2 separate regions of the Sus scrofa genome follow, and region 2 is linked to region 1. The links are chromatin contacts, called in public HiChIP or PLAC-seq maps. All regions are on one chromosome and are shown on one strand. Each heading gives the region's core, a stretch centred on a gene start, on an enhancer-like site or on the middle of the called end of the contact. The rest is flanking DNA. Distances are from core to core; before and after follow the strand shown. Region 1 holds the start of LOC100523244 (casein kinase I). Region 2 overlaps TMEM184B (transmembrane protein 184B).

Region 1 (2,843 bases), core at 237-2,736:
TAGGACAGGGTCACACTTGGGGACCTCCAGGAGATGAAGGAGTCCTAAAAATGGGTAAAACAAGCTGCCATGAGGAAGTGATCAAGGTGAGTCCTTGGTTGTGGTCAAGGTGAGTGGCTGCTGCCCAGGCCAGCTGAGTGTGGCCAGGGCTCAGTGTGAGTTTGGGCCTGGAGTGGCAGTTCTCCCAGTGCTTCCAGAGAAATAGGGAATACGGACCTGTAATATGAAATCTTTCCATTTTAAAACGTTGGGAATTGGAGTTCCCGTTGTGGCTCAGAGGATTAGGAACCTGATTAGTATTCATGAGGATGCAGGTTTGATCCCTAGCCTTGCTCAGTGGTTCAAGGATCCCACGTTGCCGCAAGTGGTGGCCTGGGTCACAGATGTGGCTCGGATCAGGTGTGGCTGTTGGTGTGATATAGGCTGGCAGCTCCAGCTCCAGCTCTGATTCAACCCCTAGCCTCCTAGCCTGGGAACTTTCATATGTCACAGGTGTGATCCTAAAAAAGACCAAAAAAAAAAAAAAAAAGAGTTGGGAATTAACTAACAAGACAAAAGAAAAAACCAACAAACCCCACCACTTTGGCTGGTGACCCTCTCCTCTGGCAAAAGTGGCACTGAGGGCAGGTCCCCAGTTGAGTGCCCTAAACCTTTCCTGGGAGGCTGGTCCTCACTCTCCTGCTCTTGGAAATGAGCCCATGACAGACTCAGTTTCCCAAGGACCAATGGGAGAACAGAGTCAGCGCTGTGTGGTCTGGGGCCAACCCCTTCCCCTCTCTGAGCTGCAGCTTCCTGCTCTAGGAAAAAAGAACCTGGTCTGAGGGGCTCCTGCCAGTTTGGACAGTGTGTGACTAAGTCCCTCAAACTCAAGGAAGATGTGGTATTGTGAGAGTGACTCTTCGTGGGAGCCATGCTTCTGGGATTGGATGCAGTGCACTCCAGCATTTTCTGTGTCCACAGCCTCAGCTGTATGCTGAGAATGGACATGTGTCATAATTTGGAGCTTTGCATGGTCCAGTGTAAATGTCATCGCCTTAATAACTATGCTTTGGAAGCCAGTAGAAAGCCTTAATTAATTCTTGGTGACCAGGAGAGGGACTGGTGCTCTTTCTCGATTTGCAGATTAGGAAGCCCAAGCCCCGAGCTGGGAGGGGACTTGGCTAAAAGTGTACCCACTTGGGACCTTGATTCAAGTGTTGGTCCCATAGCAGTGTGTGGGGTCCCTCATTAAAGAGGACTGGGATTGAGGTCAGCTCTGTGCCCATCACAGTTTGAGCTACTGGAGGAGGAGAAGGGAAGGGTCTTTGGCTTTGATTTTTCGGTAGGGGGATAGCACAGCACAGCTCCAGCTGCCTGTCTGGGCCTTTTGTCAATGTCCCTCCACCTCCTGCCGTCCTGTCCTGTTAAATCGTTGGCCCCTGAATCAAACTGGCCTGTGTGCTCTGCAGCACTCGGAGCCCCTAACTCACTAAACATTTTCCTTTTGCAGGAACCCACAAAAACACCCGCCTTCCGAGGGGCCCACTGCAAGGAGGTGAGAGGAAAGAGAACCTGGCCGAGGGAAGAGGAGGCTCTGAGTCTAGAAGACCCCAGCTTTCTGTATGCCCTCCTCCTCCCCACCCCCACCCAGGCTTTTCCACCTGTACCCCCATTGGCTCAGGGTGCTAGTGTCTGTGTGTGCTCTCAGGACCCACACGTAAGACTCCCTTCCTGCAAGGAGCTCCTCGCCAGCCTGGGGGTGGAGGGCGTGTTTCCTGGCTACAGACACCCCCCACCCCGCCCCCGCCCCAGCGTCCCCGGGAGCGGAGGGCTCGGGCCCTTTAAATCCTCCGGGGCGGCGGCGGGCCGGGGATGACATCACCGGGCGGGCCCGGGGCTCAATGGGAACCGGCGGGCGCGCGCCGGGCGGGAGCGCGCGAGCCGGCGGCGGGGGCGGGCAGGAGGGCCCGGAGGAGGGAGGCGGTGGCGGCGGCGTTGAGAACCTAGAGCCTGAGCCCGGCCGGGGCCGAGCAGAGCGGTGCGCGGCGGCGGCAGCGGCGGCGGTAGCTGGGCCGGGAGAGGCTGGCGCGCCGGGCGGCTCTGCGAATCCTCCGGCATCCGCCCCGGCGGGTCGCCCCCGCCCGCGGCAGCCCCCGAGCAGCGGCCCGGCACCGGCGCCTTCCCGGCGGGGTAAATATTGGGGGTCCTCGGGCCCGCGGAGGGGCGCAAACCTGGGGGGAAACCGGACTCCCTCCGCCTCTTTGTTTTTGCGCGAGAGGGAGGGGAAGGGAGGGCGGACACACGCGCGTTCGCACTCGGGTATGGGGGGGCAGCCCGGGCGCCGCCCGCTCGGCCCGGCGAGGACAAAGGCGCGGCTGGGGACGAGGAGGAGAAGGAGGAGGGTGACTATTATTTTGCAGGCTTGCCCGGGAGAGCCCCCCGCCCCCGCCAGTCCAGCCCGCCTCCCCCTCCCCCAGCTGGACCCTTCAAGGCCCCAGCCACCCGAGGTGGCCACCCCGGGCTGAGATTTGGGGACGCTGAGGGAGGGGCTCCTGGACGAGGGTGCTGGGGACACCCGATACTGTTGATTCGGGATCCCCGACCAGACCCTGGGCTTCAGCAGGCTCCACCAGACTATCAGCAGCGTCCCCCACCCCTTCGCTCCTGGGTCGGGTGCTCCAGACCTAGGGGTCAGGAGGGCTGCTCCCGCACGATGGATGGGGGCGCTTGGGGGCCCTAGGGTGATGGGGTGTGTGGTCACCCAGCCACCGATTCTCTTTTCCATTGTGGAGAGAAAGAAAGGGGTGGGGGTTATTTATCAGCTCAGATTCTCCGGTTTCTGCGCGTGAGAAATCCATGTTTTG
Region 2 (2,935 bases), core at 190-2,689, 64 kb after region 1:
AGAGAGATGGTCAGGAGCCAGTCCATTAAGCCAGGGGAGACATGCTGGGGGCTGGAGTGAGGTGTGGTCAAGGTCCGGTCACATTTTGAAGGTGGGTGTCGAGCCCTGGAGGGTTCTTCCTGACACCACCATTGATGCTGGAAGGAGGCTCACATCGTGCTTCCTTCTGTCTAGGCCCGCTCGTCGCCTGCTCTGAGGTTCTCTCAGGGAGCCCCCTGCTTCTGGGCACCATGACCGTGAGGGGGGCCGTGCTGGCCCCGGATCCAGCCTCGCCCACCACAGCAGCAGCCTCGCCCAGCATCTCCGTGATCCCCGAGGGCAGCCCCACGGCCATGGAGCAGCCTGTGTTCCTGATGACAACCGCCGCTCAGGCCATCTCTGGCTTCTTCGTTTGGACAGCCCTGCTCATCACCTGCCACCAGGTATCCAGGCCAGGGAGGAACCCCAGCCCTCTAGGGAGGTCCTGAGAGCTTTCTTGTCCAATAGAGAATCAGTTAGACCAGGTCAAGCTATGCTGGAGTAATAAGCAAGCCCCAAATCTCAGGGGCTTCAACCAGGAGAATCAGTTTCTCTCTCTTTTTTTTTTTTTAAAGTTTTTTCGCCTTTTTTTAGGGCTGCTCCTGGGACACATGGAAGTTCCCAGGCTAGGGGTCGAATCGGAGCTGCAGCTGCCAGCCTACACCACAGCCACAGCAACCCCAGATCTGAGGCACGTCTGTGACCTACGCCACAGCTAGGGCAATGCCAGATCCTTAACCCACTGAGCGAGGCCGAGGATCAGACCTGCATCCTCATGGATACTGGTCAGGTTCTTAACCTGAGGAGCCATAATGGGAACTCCGAGAATCAGTTTCTTGCTCAGCCTGCACAGTGCAGGTCAGGTTCCTTTTTGTGGCTCCAGCATCGTGCAGCTTCGAGACATTGTCTGTCTGACAACTGCGTGTCAGGAAGGGTGTGTGCGGAAGGCACTCTGGGCATTTAACCTTCTCAACCAGCAATGGCCCTTGTCGTTTCTGCTTACCTTCCGTGGGCCAGACCTGGTCATGCGACCAGCCTAAGCTGTAGGGGAGCCTGGAGACTGAGGAGGAACACAGGATGGCAGTGGTCCCTTGGTAGATGAGAACACTGACACCCAGCGAGGGAGGACGGAGGGAGAACTTGCCTAGTCACGAACAAGTTGGTGGCAGAGCTGGGACACAAGTCAAGTCTCCCGTCCCCCGTCGCCATCCCCAGGGAAGCTGCCTGAGGAAGCGGGTTTGAGGGTTGCCTAGTGAAGAGGGGAGGCTGAGCGTTCAGGTCCCAGCGTTCCCCTTCCCTTCTAGAACCCTAGTGCTTCCAAGGCGGTTGGCTCACAGCAGATGGGGAATTCTGTTCTCCTCCCAAGCCCAGGGCTTGGCTGGGCCAAGCATGAAATCATGGGAGCCGGGACAAGAGACTCTGGCTGTGGGACTGTGCAGCGTGGCTAGAGCAGTTCTTGGCATTTGTGCGTAGCTTTATTTTTACCCCTGCTTTCTAAAAACCACATTTCAACTTCCCAGGGAGGCAGGCAGCGCTGCCTCTGCTCAGCAGATGGGAAAATGAGACACAGGATGAGGACATCACTGCGGACCCTCAGCCAGGAAGAGCTTCCACCTTCTGTGGAAGTGAGGGGCCCTCCTGTCTCTCCCCATACACCCTGCGTCAGCTAAGGGCCGGGGTGGGCGGGCGACCACCTGGATGCCGGTGTTCTAGCTCCACGCCCCAGGGCCCAGGTGTTTAGAGAGGCCGGGTGGCGGGGGACACACACATGCACGCGAACAGCCCCTGCACCACGCGCCTGCGGTTCCCAGACCTGGCTGTGCACCCGAATCCCCAGGGAGCTTGTCACGGCTGCGGCTCCCCAGCCTGGCCCTGACTCATCTGCTCTTGTGGCCCGTGTCTGTGAGGTGGCTGCAAGCTCCACGCTCCCCTTGATTTGATGCTCACAGCAGCCTCGCAGTGGACGTTGTGTCGTTGCACTTTGCCAAGGGGCCGCTGATAAGGCTCGTTCCGCGCCCTGGGCCGGGCTCCTCCTCCAGTGGTGCCGAAGGGCTGAGGCAGCTGCGGGCACAGTCGGGGCTCCAGCTGACCCGGCCCTCTGCCCCCAGATCTACATGCACCTGCGCTGCTACAGCTGCCCCAACGAGCAGCGCTACATCGTCCGCATCCTCTTCATCGTGCCCATCTACGCCTTCGACTCCTGGCTCAGCCTCCTCTTCTTCACCAACGACCAGTACTACGTGTACTTCGGCACCGTGCGGGACTGCTACGAGGGTGAGGACGGCGCGGCCCGGGAGGGCTGGGTGGGAAGGGGGCTGCACGCCCCCCTTGTCCGGGAGCCAGGAGCCCCTCTTCCTGGCTTCCTCCCTGGCCTGGGGTGGGCAGGGAGCGGGGACGAGCATTTGCTCTGGGCAGAGAGGCATCCTAACCTGCGGGCCAGTCGGCAGGTGCCAGGGGCTGTGCAGGCGGCAGAGGCCAAGTGGTTAGAGGGTCTGCCCTGGAGGCAGGGACGGGGCAGGTACAGCCCTGCAGGACAGACAGGGCCCCCAAGACAGGTCACAGACCATCAGGAATATGGAAGAAGGGCCCTGAATTCAAGATCCCTGGTCTCACGCCCACCCTGCTCGTGGTCCTACGTTTTCCTGTTTCCTCCCGGACGCATACTGCCGCTTTCAGGTAGAGCAGCCAGGTGTGATTTCCTCATGCCAAGGCCAGGCAGCCTTGGTGTCTGAACTGGTATCTGCTTCCCAGACCCGGGAGGGCTTTGCCCCGGCCCTGGGCTCTGTGGATGTTGGGGTGCAGCATGCTCATCCCCAAAGAAGCCAGAGCCTCTTTCCATCCCACCTCGAACCTGTGGGTCCCCGAGGACGCACAGGGCACGGGAAATGCCTTTGGACTTGGCAAGGAAACGCAGGCA

What was found. HiChIP or PLAC-seq counts read pairs in DNA pulled down with a chosen protein or histone mark.
Region 2: a contact with region 1 is called in an H3K27ac HiChIP or PLAC-seq map of skeletal muscle, with 2.0 times the contacts expected there. The contact joins the enhancer-like site here to the promoter of LOC100523244 in region 1. A contact is called at or near these places in 4 of 47 Hi-C or Micro-C datasets (blood, embryonic fibroblasts, fetal heart ventricle and 1 more) and 2 of 2 datasets of contacts at active chromatin or transcription factors (alveolar macrophages and skeletal muscle).

What each region holds. Positions count from the first base shown.
Region 1 is chr5:9,592,975-9,595,817 of Sscrofa11.1, forward strand. LOC100523244 (casein kinase I) reads left to right here and starts at 1,487. Exons shown (of 10, transcript XR_002343899.1): 1 at 1,487-1,534.
Region 2 is chr5:9,657,237-9,660,171 of Sscrofa11.1, forward strand. It overlaps TMEM184B (transmembrane protein 184B), which reads left to right. Exons shown (of 10, transcript XM_005655511.3): 2 at 175-422; 3 at 2,127-2,292. The coding sequence starts at 231. Among named protein-coding and RNA genes, the nearest start is that of TMEM184B, 25 kb to the left of the region's middle. Within about 2 kb of position 1,440, at least 2 of the 83 cell types and tissues checked have an H3K27ac peak or open chromatin away from gene starts, as enhancers often do. A contact at or near this core is called in skeletal muscle, where this site is marked.